Linked DNA regions of Arachis hypogaea: region 1 is linked to region 2. The links are chromatin contacts, called in public Hi-C maps. All regions are on one chromosome and are shown on one strand. Each heading gives the region's core, a stretch centred on a gene start, on an enhancer-like site or on the middle of the called end of the contact. The rest is flanking DNA. Distances are from core to core; before and after follow the strand shown. Region 1 holds the start of LOC112801559. Region 2 holds the start of LOC112801558.

Region 1 (5,722 bases), core at 1,163-3,662, 580 kb before region 2:
TAAAGTGAATTAGTTGAGAGCGATTTTTGAGCTGCCCAAGCCCAAATCTAACTCATTCCTGAGGCTATTTCATGCATAATTCGAGCTTGGACAAGGGGGTAGCAATTAGTTTTAGCTAGCATCATATTGTAGGTAGTTTTCTAGAGAGAGAAGCTCTCTCTTCTCTCTAAAATTAGGTTAGGATTAGGGTAAATTCTCTTAGATCTAGGTTTAATTCTTGTTTTTCTTTCAATTTATTGTTACTACATCCTTGTTCTTCTTAGTTCTTTTGTTAATTTCCTATTCTAGTCACTTTTATGTTTATGCACTCTTGTTCCTTTTATTTTCCTTTAATGCAATTTATGTTTGATTTCTTTTATTGTTTAATTGCTTTGCTATTCTTCTTTTCTTGCAATTGGTAGTTGTAGATTTACATTTCTTACACTTTTATCTTACTTTCCTTTTATGCCTTCCAATTGTTTGATGAAATGCTTGGTAGGATGTTAGAGTAGATTTTTATGTTCTTGGTTTGGGGTGGTAACTTAGGAACCCTTGAGTTGCTAATGTCCAAGTGATTGATAATTGGTGTTCGTTGACGCTAGTCTTTCACTAAATCAATTAGTGAGTTAGCTAGGACTTATGGACTATGATTAATGTAGCCCATTTGACTTTTCTTCACTTCTTAGAGAATGACTTAATGGGATTGATCCTTGCAATTATCATGTTGTGGTTAGTAACAAGGATAGAGATCCTTAACCATCAACCCTTGCCAAGATATTTTTATCATTTGAGTTTCATTTACTTTCTTATCCTTTACATTTCTTGTCTCTTATTCCAAAATCCCAAAAATCTACAACCCATAACCAATAACATGTACACTTCCCTATAATTCCTTGAGAGACGACCCGAGGTTTAAATACTTCGATTATTTTTATTGGAGTTTGTACTTGTGACAAACAAATTAAATCTTGATTGAAGATTGTTTGCTGGTTTAGAACTATACTTACAACAAGATTTCATTGAGAAATTCTTTACTGGCAATTTTTCTCGTATCATTGTACTATGTAATTCACTTCATTTGATAACTTGAAAATGGAATATATGATTGAACTTTAAAACAATAATATTAATTATAACAAAATTAATATGTTATCAAAACTAACTGTTGTACATTATACATTTATATGCGTAAAACTCTAAACTATCCTGCTGGCCATGACCTCGCCTACCACCACGTGGACCAGGACATCGTCCATGAGACCTCGCATCGAGACATCCTTATATGCCTAATGCAGAAGGTTTGACATCTCGCTGTCCTCGTTCGAGCTTTGGGGCTCGGAACAGTACCAGTAGCTACAGGCAGAAGTCCTCAATGGACCGTCCATCATGGTGCTGCTCCCACCTACCAATGCAGCCACTAAAAGGATCACTCTTGATTCTGAGTTCCGATTGGTACGCCATGTCCTGTAGGGTGATAGTCATCTCCTCGCATGGCAGATGAAACATATGGGATTCAGGTCTCCATCTCTCTATCAACGCTGACGCCAATGGTCAATCACGCTCAAACTCCACTATGTATGCCACATGCTGAGACCCAGCTCATCTGAGATATGACCTAATCTGCTAAGGCAGGCGTCTCATCAAATTCCGTCTGGTGCACAAGATTTAAGGCGCCTACCAAATAAAATAAACAAGTTAAAAAAACGGTGAACACATAAAATTACAAATTCACATGTTATTACAATATAATAAACAAGAGTGATAAAAGAAGTGTACCACTAGATCAAGTCTGCCTGCAATGTATTTAGCCTGATCCAATTTATAAAGCGTATGCTCATTTTTCAATAACTGTTGCTCCATCTAACTACACTCTAATAAAATAAAATAAAATAAACTGAATTCAGTTTCTTTCACCTTAACTAACTTTTTAAAAGACACATTTAAACTAACTAATTGACTAACTTTTTAAAAATAAAATTATTTTATTAATTTCCAAGAAAAAACAAACCCACATGCTAATCTTTGAAGTTGTTTCTCTAAAACATATTTTTTAATACTTATTTAGATGCTTTTAAGACAAGTTGTTGTTAAGAAAAATCTTTTTTATTAAAAAATAATTTTTTTTATTTTTTAGCGGACAAAATTTTAGTGATAAAAATTAAAATAATAAAAATAAAAAATATCTTATAAAAATTATAATTTGTATTTTTTATAAAAAATTAATTAAAAAAAGGCATTTTAATATAATAAATAAACAAAAAATAATTTTATATAAAATATTTAAATATAAAATTATTTTTATTTTAAAAAAAATCATTAAAAAAATCCCAAACAAACTCTTAAAGGGAGACAACTATCCACGTGTCATATAATATAACGATATGGTACAGATGAATCTAAATAAATGATAGAACAACCCAATATAAAAAAGTGTTAATTTCTGTACAAATGTCAGTTAATTAGCAACGACGATGTTGGTTAAATGATTAGCACCTCAAGACTTCTTTACAATTTTCGTCTCAATTTCAAAAAACTTACGACCCATCGTCATCCGCAAGCCGCTGATAAATAGTGAATACAAAAAGCTATATACTCTTAATTTTTTCTTTTATTAATTATCCAAAAATAAATTAAAAAATTTGCATTCTATTTTAATTTTAACTATACGTAAATACACAAATTAGAAAAATAGTTTGCGTTTCTCATTTGATCCCAGCAAAACTAACTTTGAGGAGAAAGAAGAAAAAAACACTTTCTTTTCTGACTCTAGATTATAATTCCAGGTATTTCATGCTTTCTGTCATCCAATTAAGGTTTTCCATTCTTGTCTTCTGAATTTTTCACATGCAGTTCAAAGGGATTGCGAGATAAAACTATTCTCAAATTAGATTTTTACCATTTCATACAAATTTAAATTATGAATTTGTGCTATTTTTTTCTTTTGTGCTTTTTTTCGTTGGATGCCAAAACATAATAATTGAAGAATTGAATTACACTTGAATTATCTTAGATATCATTGTTTAAATTTGGAAGGAGAATGATTGAAATTTTATTTTAGAATCTCATATTTGTTCGAATTTGGAAGTAGAGTTATTACTGTTGATTATGATTATGGTGATTGCATAGTTGAGTTTGTGATTGTGTGGGGTGGTTGTGGCAATGACAGACAAAATATAAAACTGAATAGTGTGATTGGTGCTATTTATAGAAGTGCCTACAATGTATGTGCCTGTGGCTCATTCAGCCACACCTGAGGTTGGATTTCCTAATGAAACTGGGATCTCCGTTGTGACTCTGGATCAAATTCCGCGGTGGATTGATGCTGAGCAATCTGTGGGACATGATGATAATGGAGATTCATCATTTTCTAATCCGTACTTTCCCGATCCTTTGACTTCCCAATCAGAAGCCGACAGTGGTGGCATTGGCTCTGTGTCGAGGTTTCCTGTTGACAATGAAGTTAATTTGAAGATATACTTGTGGAGGGGAAATCCGTGGAACCTTGAGGTGGATGCTGTGGTCAATTCAACAAATGAGGTGAGATATGATTTCTTGTTTATTGTTATTTGTTATCATTGTCATTATTGTTTTATTTAGTGTTACAATAAAAGTGTTTAACATTGTTTATGAGGGTAATTATAAAATTTGGCAACTAGGTAAGATAAAATTAGGAAGGAATGATTAAAAATAAAATTGTCCTTATTATGGTGAAACCAAAATAAGGATACAATCTCATATAAATTGGGTTGGACATGTCTAGAGAAGACTGCTAGAATATACGGTAAGGATAATAGATTAGGTGGAGAGCAATTTAGCAACTAGAGGTAGAAAAAAATCAAGGGGAAAAATGGCTTTAAAGATGAACATGATTTACGTTAGGATACTATAGCTTCATTACCATATAGTTGATGATACCCAGTGGAATAAGGTTTAGTTCTTGGTTATTTTGCAATGCCCGAGGTACCATCTTGTGCTGTCTTTTTCTTTTGACAACAATTTGTGCAGTTCAAAATAGGACAATAAGGGCTTGAGAAGGAACTTATGCTTATTTATAGAGGCGCTTGCTCTCTTTTTGGTTTTCAATGAAGTAGAATTCTAGGTTAGTGATGATTCTATTGCTGATAAATAATGGTACCTTACGTCGTGCCCTTTATCCAATAAACATAACCAAATGCTAATTTCTATTTTCCATTAACAATAGTTAACTTGTTACTTGTATTTACTTGTGGCCAAGGGAATTTAGTTGAATATAAGTGATCTCAAGTTTTCTTCACATTGTCTATCCTAAACCATAGACCATTATAATTATGCAATATTATAATGATATTATAAGACCTCTAGTAAATATGAGGAATCTATATTACAATTAGTTTCTTCACCTGGTTTCATTCTTTAACACAGGTCATGGATGAAGCACATAGCAGCGCTGGGCTGCATGCTGCAGCTGGACCTGGTCTTGCAGAAGAGTGCGCAACTTTGGTATAGATCACATTAATTACTTTGCAAAACTATTTTGTCATGTGGTCATTGTTGATGACATTTGAGCTTATAATTGTAGTGATCAAATAAATGTGTTGAACATATGAGTATGGTTGTAGTGGATGAGGAATCCTAAAGATAAAGTGCAATTCAGAATGACTACTTAGACAAGAAGTAGGATTGACACCGTTTGAGATTTGAAAAGTAGATTCATGCCTAAGATGGTTAAGACATTCAAAAAAGTCCAATAGAAGCCATTTAGGCATGATAGAAAGTGCAGAACATTTAGAGGTAGAGAAGACCAAGAAGATCCCTAAGAAGTGAAAAAAATATGAAGGACTCAGTTTTAAGTGCCAATTTTGAAAACTTGGTTTTTGAAAAAACAAAATGTCATTGTTGATTCATACGAGAAAAGCCTCTTGTTGTTATTGTTGTTTGAGCCAGGAGTTTGGTAGGAAGAATGGCTAAGATGTAAGCATTGCATCAGTATTAAGTGTTGTTACTATAGTGCCTTAACATCTTTATGGATTGATATTGCACGTCTTTATTCTTGATAGGGTGGATGCCGAACGGGGATGGCTAAAGCTACCTGTGCATATAACCTTCCTGCAAGGTTTGTGTATTAGCCTCTGACAATCACTTGTTAAGTAAAATTAGAGCAATGTTAGTTAGCAATATTTTCTTCTTATGTGTTTTGTTTGGAGACGGTTAATCATTTGTTAATCTGCACAAGTTATTTCAATATATTCTACTGTTTTTTCATAAATTTATATTTCTTCCTTATATGAATACATCATACTGCACTACTGCAGTCTCTTGCACAAAATTAAGTTTCCATCCATATGTTGTTTTATGCCTTTTATTAATTTCTCGCAGAAAAGTTATTCATACTGTTGGACCAAAGTATGCTGTGAAGTACCACACTGCTGCCGAAAATGCTTTAAGTCATTGCTATCGGTCTTGCTTGGAGGTTCTAATTGAAAATGGCCTTCAAAGGTTTTAGTTTCAAATTTTATGTCAATTTGTTAGGGACTTTGGTATTATGGGTTGCCTAAAGTCTCACATCGACTAGTATGGAATTCTTGATGTTGTATTTAAGAAGAGTGGTTCTTCTCCTTTAATAGCTAGCTTTTAAGGTGTGATTTTTCATTTTACTTAGGTATTTGACAATGGTATTAAAGCTTGGGTTGTTAGCACCATAAAAAGGGTTACCTATGCGTTGGATTAAAGTGAATACTAAATAGCAAATATTGGGAGTATGGAT
Region 2 (5,776 bases), core at 543-3,042:
AATCAAATTGAAAATGGCTTTCAATAAGCACAAGCAACAACAATTGCGTTTGGTAAAATAATTTTTAAAATTAAAAAAAAATACTATAATAGACATAAAGGTAAGAGTTAAAGACTTTAATTTTGATAAGCACAAACCAACTTTGAAAAGATCCCCCTTAGGTGCTTTTAAAAGCACTCCTACCTTTTAAAAGCTACAAGCATAAACACATGAACTTTTTGATTTACCAAACACAAAACGAGATAAAAAGCGCAAACACCTCTTCGAAAAGCTTTACCAAACCAAGCCTAAATATTGAACAAATGCCAATCGTGTATTCAAAGAATTGTGTTGAAAAACTTTAATTTGAACCATAAATATCGGCTATAAATTAGGGCACTTCAAAATATGCCACTTGTATGCCATTGACTTGCAGAATGCAAATGGTAATAACCACAGCCGTTGAATCACATTTAAAATAATCGCATACAACGTCTAGAAATTTATCCATTACCCCCAACCATAACAAGAAGCTGAAAAAATAGTAATAAATCAGAAAAACCACAAGTGATACTAACAAATCTACGCAAACTAGATGAGCTTTTATAACACTCCCTCCATTCCCTTTTGTTTGCCAGTCACTTTTTGACGGACAAAAATCTTCGAGTTAATGAATCGGAGTGACAACGACAGACAAAAGAGAATAGGTAGTGCAAGTTTATATCCGTGCTGTTCAAAATGAGTTAAACCCCGAACTTGGCCAAGTAATCACACGCACCAAGAATTCCCATTACACATCATAGGCTCATCATTGAAATGAGAAATCTCCATTGTAATGGAGCAGTTACAAAACCAGGCACACCATAAAATTCATCCATAATTTGGGGGAACTAAGGTTCTTCACTTCAATTTAGAGTTAAAAAACAATCCAAGGAATAAAAAAAGAAATCAAATGAAATGGCAAAATTAAAATAAGAACATCGAATACAACAATCATACAAACCCACGCAACAATAATCAGAACATTCCAATCCACAAAATTCAAAGTAAAATTAAAATAATAACAAGAAGAAGAAGAAGAAGAAGAAGAATATAGAGCTATGTTATAAGGTTCACTGGAAGAATCGCTCAAACAACAGGTACCAAAAGAATTACTCATCCTAGTCAAAACAAAACTATGTACAAAGTACTAAAATCAAAATTCTCACAAAAAAATAAAATAAAATAAAATAATGGAGTGAGAAAAAAACCGAATAAATAAATTAATTAAAACTAAAGAATTTGAGAGAGTATATGAGTAAATTACCTCAAACCCACATCCTCTAATCACCTCCTCTTAAGAAACCCCACAAGGAATTTTTCTACTATTAAGGCACCAACACCATCAAAGAACCCAAAAAAGAAATTCAGGACCCCTTTAGAATCAGCAGTAGTTGAAGCCAAAAGGGTAACTAAAACTAAAAGAAAATAATAATAATGATAAAAGAATCATGAGACAAAAATAAGAAAGTGGGGTTGCGGCTTCAACACCATTGAAGAAGTAGCTTAGATCGTAATCCGTTAGAAGAAGATTTCGATCTAATGTGCCAGCCACTACCCCCTCTCTCTTGCACTAATACACACAAAGAGAGGAGAAAGAAATAGGAAGAAAAGAAAACAAAATTGGTGGTTTATTTTATTTCTTTTTTGTAGTTTTTAATTTTGTTTGGGGTTTTAGAGAGAGAAAGAGGTTTTTTTGGAAGAGAGCGAAGTGAGAGAGATCCCAGATAAGAAATCTTCACCCAAACAAACGACCTTCTAAGAACAGTGACATGAAATTTGTCAACATCCGGTCTCCTTTTATTCTCTGCTTTTTATTATCGCTCCTCTCTCTTTCTCTCTCTATGCCTCTATTTTTATCCTTGCAAAGATTTCATAAACACAAAATATGAATTATATTTATATGTATTAATTATATTTTCTAACAAATAAATAGAATTACGCAAATAATTAAGTTTATTATAATAAAATAATTATTTTTCAATGTAATATAATTAAAATTTTCATACATATCAAATAATATATGTCAACAAGTAATTGTTTGTGTCTATATAATTTGTTATTTCTCCTTTAATTTTTTTAAATAGTAATAATATACCTTATGAAAAAGAAAATGAAAATAAATTTGACACACTCACAATATAGATTATCATATAATTCGTTTAGATAGTTTTTAAAGAATAATCATTTTTTATATAATAATATATGATCAAATATTTCCGTAAAACATTTTACTATAATAATGCATAAAATTAATCAAAAAGTATGGAATATATATTATGTGCTTTTCCAGGATATCACAAACAATTAATTGGTCATTTCTAGATTCTTTACACTTTCCTACTTTTCGCCACTCAGATATCAATTTCTACTTTTATATGTAACGGAAAATCCTACAATAAATATTCTTCTTATTCTTCTTATTATTATTATTAATTGAATTTAATTTAAGATTTTGCTAGCAAATATTATTAAGATACTTGTTAAAGACTACTTGAAGTGGAAAAAGACACTATATATTCGATTGTCAATATTGGTAAACGTATAAAATTTTTAATATATATATATATGACGTGAATATATTAAAACTAAATTTTTTAAAATGAATGATAGCTAATTTTTTGAACTTAGTTCGAGTTGACCAACTGAAATCGAAAATTTCTTATTATTTAACTTTTTTTTGTCAATATCAAATAAATACTACTAATTTACATGAGTCTTTCAAAGTATTAAGTCATATATATGTTAACCACTTAAAAAAAATTATTCAACACCACTGTTTGACCACTATATACTATATAAATAAAAAATTCAATTACCTTTATAGAAATATATTGGTCCCATAGTGACATTTATCATCAGTTATAAAGTATTATTTTATTTCATAAAGTTTAAATCAATTAAGTCTTATCTAGTTATATAATTTAATTTTTAGTATGTCATGACTAGGAGTGGCAAACGGGTCTAAATCCGTCGGGCCGGCCCGCGTAACCCGCCAAAAAAAACGGGCTGGGCTGGAAAATCGGGACCGCCAAATAGCAAAAGCCCGTCTAACCCGCACCGCTTAAACCGCGAGTTTTGACGGGCTTTGGCGGGGCGGGCTTCTCCGCCGAGCTAAGGTTTTTTTTAGTGAGATGGTATTTTTGCAATTTTTTTCCTAAAACCTAACTTCCCCCAACCTAACCTACAAGAGTATGGAAAAAGATCCTCTCCAGTTTTTTTAACAATTGATAGAATCCAGTGTGATCTATCACCTTTGATTCTATGAGTGGGCCCAGAAATAAATAAGAGAGAGAGTGCAATGAATGGTTAGATTGAACACTGGATATCATCCAGTTTTTTTCTCACTGGAGAGGATCCACTCCCCAAGAGTATGAAGATAAAAATTGAGTGTTTTGAATTATCTTTATGTTATTTTGGAGACAATATTTATAATTATGTTTTGGATTATGTTTATTTTGCTTTGGAGAGAATATTTATACTTATATTTTGAATGAAAATTTGGTTTATAATTATATTTATTAGATATTTATAATTACAAAGACTTTAATGTTTGTGAATATAAAAAATATAATTTTTTATGCCATTAGAAATTATAAATTTATTAATATGGTTGTGAAATTATATATATTACTTAGTAGTTAATAGTCAAAAAAAAAAGAGGAGCTTTGGCGGATTTAGCCCGCCAACCCGCCAGCCCGCAGTTAAGCGGGACGGACTAGGATTCTAAGACCGCCTAATTAGGCAGGACGAGGCGGGCTTCTGACGGGACGGAGCGGAACGGGACGGACTTCCCCACTTGCCATCCCTAGTCATGACAAATGGTATTTGTTGGATGTTACTTATTAATCAACACATAAGATTTTAAACTCTTTATTTAGTTATATAATATAGAATCTGTCACACTCATTATAAATAGATTTATATAACGTTAAGTATTTACATGAGTAAATAAGGTACATAAACAAATATATATATATATATATATATATATATATATATATATATATATATATATATATATATATATATATATATATATATATATTTCATAAAAGCAGATATATCTTATATAATATTGCTAGAGATTCATATAAACGTGAAGAAAATAGCATTAATCATACAAATCATAAATCAGCTCAACCTTGACATAGACTTTGTCAATATATTATTTTATGGAAAAATAGTCAAAATTATACTCGAAACTAAACAAAACACACTAAAAACTATATGAAAATAATGTCCAAAAGCGTAGAAAATATCCGCTCATCACAACAACAAATTTAAACTATTGCTTGTCCCCAAGCAATTAAAAACACAGTAGGATAAAAAGAAAATTAAGATACAAATAAATTTCAAAGTTCCCAATAAAGCTCAGTTTTAATTAGATGAGCGAGACTTAGAAGCTTTTTGCTTCTGAATAGTTTTGGCATCTCACTATCCATTGAATCTTAGAGATGTTGGCATCCTTAGAAACTTAACATCCAGATGATATTATTGATTCTCCTAGTTAATTTCTTTTTTATTCTTGAACACAGTTTTTTAGAGTTCTAGCCGTGGCCCTAAGCACTTTGTTTTTCAATATTAACACCGGATACATAAATAACATAGACACTTTAACTGGGTAAACCACACGATAGACGGATGTACTTCTCAATTTTTTTAATGAGTCATTTGAACACACGAATATAAAATTTTGTTGTCAATTCTACCCTTCCGTGACCTGAGTAATTTTTTCGACAGTAGTGGTGGAGGCCAGGTGGCACGATATTATGTAATGTGGACAATTTGGGGTGATACAGTGCAAAATAGAATTATTACATTATTAAATTTATTGAAATAAATAAAAGAAAAGGGCGCAATGGAACCACTGTTCATCCTCTCCAATTCCTTCGAATCCTAAGAACCTTAACATTGGTGGAAAAAAAATTCTTCCCTCATTCTCTCATTTTCCTCTGTACATCTTCCTGTTTGTCGTAATAGGGGTTTGTAAACTCTAATGTATCAAAATGTCACACTCTCAACGAAGAAAGAATATACCTCATGCTTGTGCCAGTAGTTGTGGTGGCTCGTCTTCTGCCCCCAAAAATAGGAAAAAAGAAGAAGTTCGACTATAATAATGGCAAGTGTCTGCATGGACTTTACGCAGTGGTGCTTGAGTTTGCTACAGAGTGGAATCCTGGAAGATTGTTTCTTCGTTGAGGTATATGAATTCTGATTTTGTTTATGAATCAGAGGAATCAGGCTCCACACAAGGAACAAATATCTTTAGTGCCTCATTCCTTATTCCTTGCACAAACCTTTGACCAGTCGATGCTGGCCTCTTATACAATTCTCTTCTGTTCTTCTGACTGTTCTTAGATTGCTGGGAACCATTAGGAGGTGGGACTTCTGCTTCACTTTGCTGCTAGGTTCGTGATTTGGTTAACGTTTGGGATTTAGGGTTGTAGCATTGATTGGGTTGTAGGAGCAGGATTGGGAGATGTTGGCTTATGAGTTTGATTGCAACTTTGATTGGTTTTTTTCCACCCTATGTTAAGGTTCGAAGGAATTGGAGAAGGAAGAAGATGAAGAGTAGTTTCATTATGTCATTTTTTTATAAATATTTCAACAAATTTCATAATATAATATTTCTATTTTTCATTGTGTCACTCCAAATTGGCCACATCACACAATATCGTAATACCTGGACTCCACCACTGCCGAAAAAATTACTCAGGCCACAGAAGGGTAGAATTGACAATAGAATTTTATATTC

What was found. Hi-C and Micro-C count contacts between places; a contact is called where the count stands out from the background.
Region 1: a contact with region 2 is called in a Hi-C map of leaf, with 4 times the contacts expected there. The contact joins the promoter of LOC112801559 here to the promoter of LOC112801558 in region 2. A contact is called at or near these places in 2 of 8 Hi-C or Micro-C datasets (both in leaf).

Annotation. Positions count from the first base shown.
Region 1 is chr5:47,424,917-47,430,638 of arahy.Tifrunner.gnm2.J5K5, reverse strand. It overlaps LOC112801559, which reads left to right and starts at 2,412. Exons shown (of 15, transcript XM_025844370.3): 1 at 2,412-2,762; 2 at 3,188-3,516; 3 at 4,381-4,458; 4 at 5,016-5,071; 5 at 5,335-5,454. The coding sequence starts at 3,199.
Region 2 is chr5:46,846,171-46,851,946 of arahy.Tifrunner.gnm2.J5K5, reverse strand. LOC112801558 reads right to left here and starts at 1,792. Exons shown (of 5, transcript XM_025844364.3): 1 at 1,286-1,792.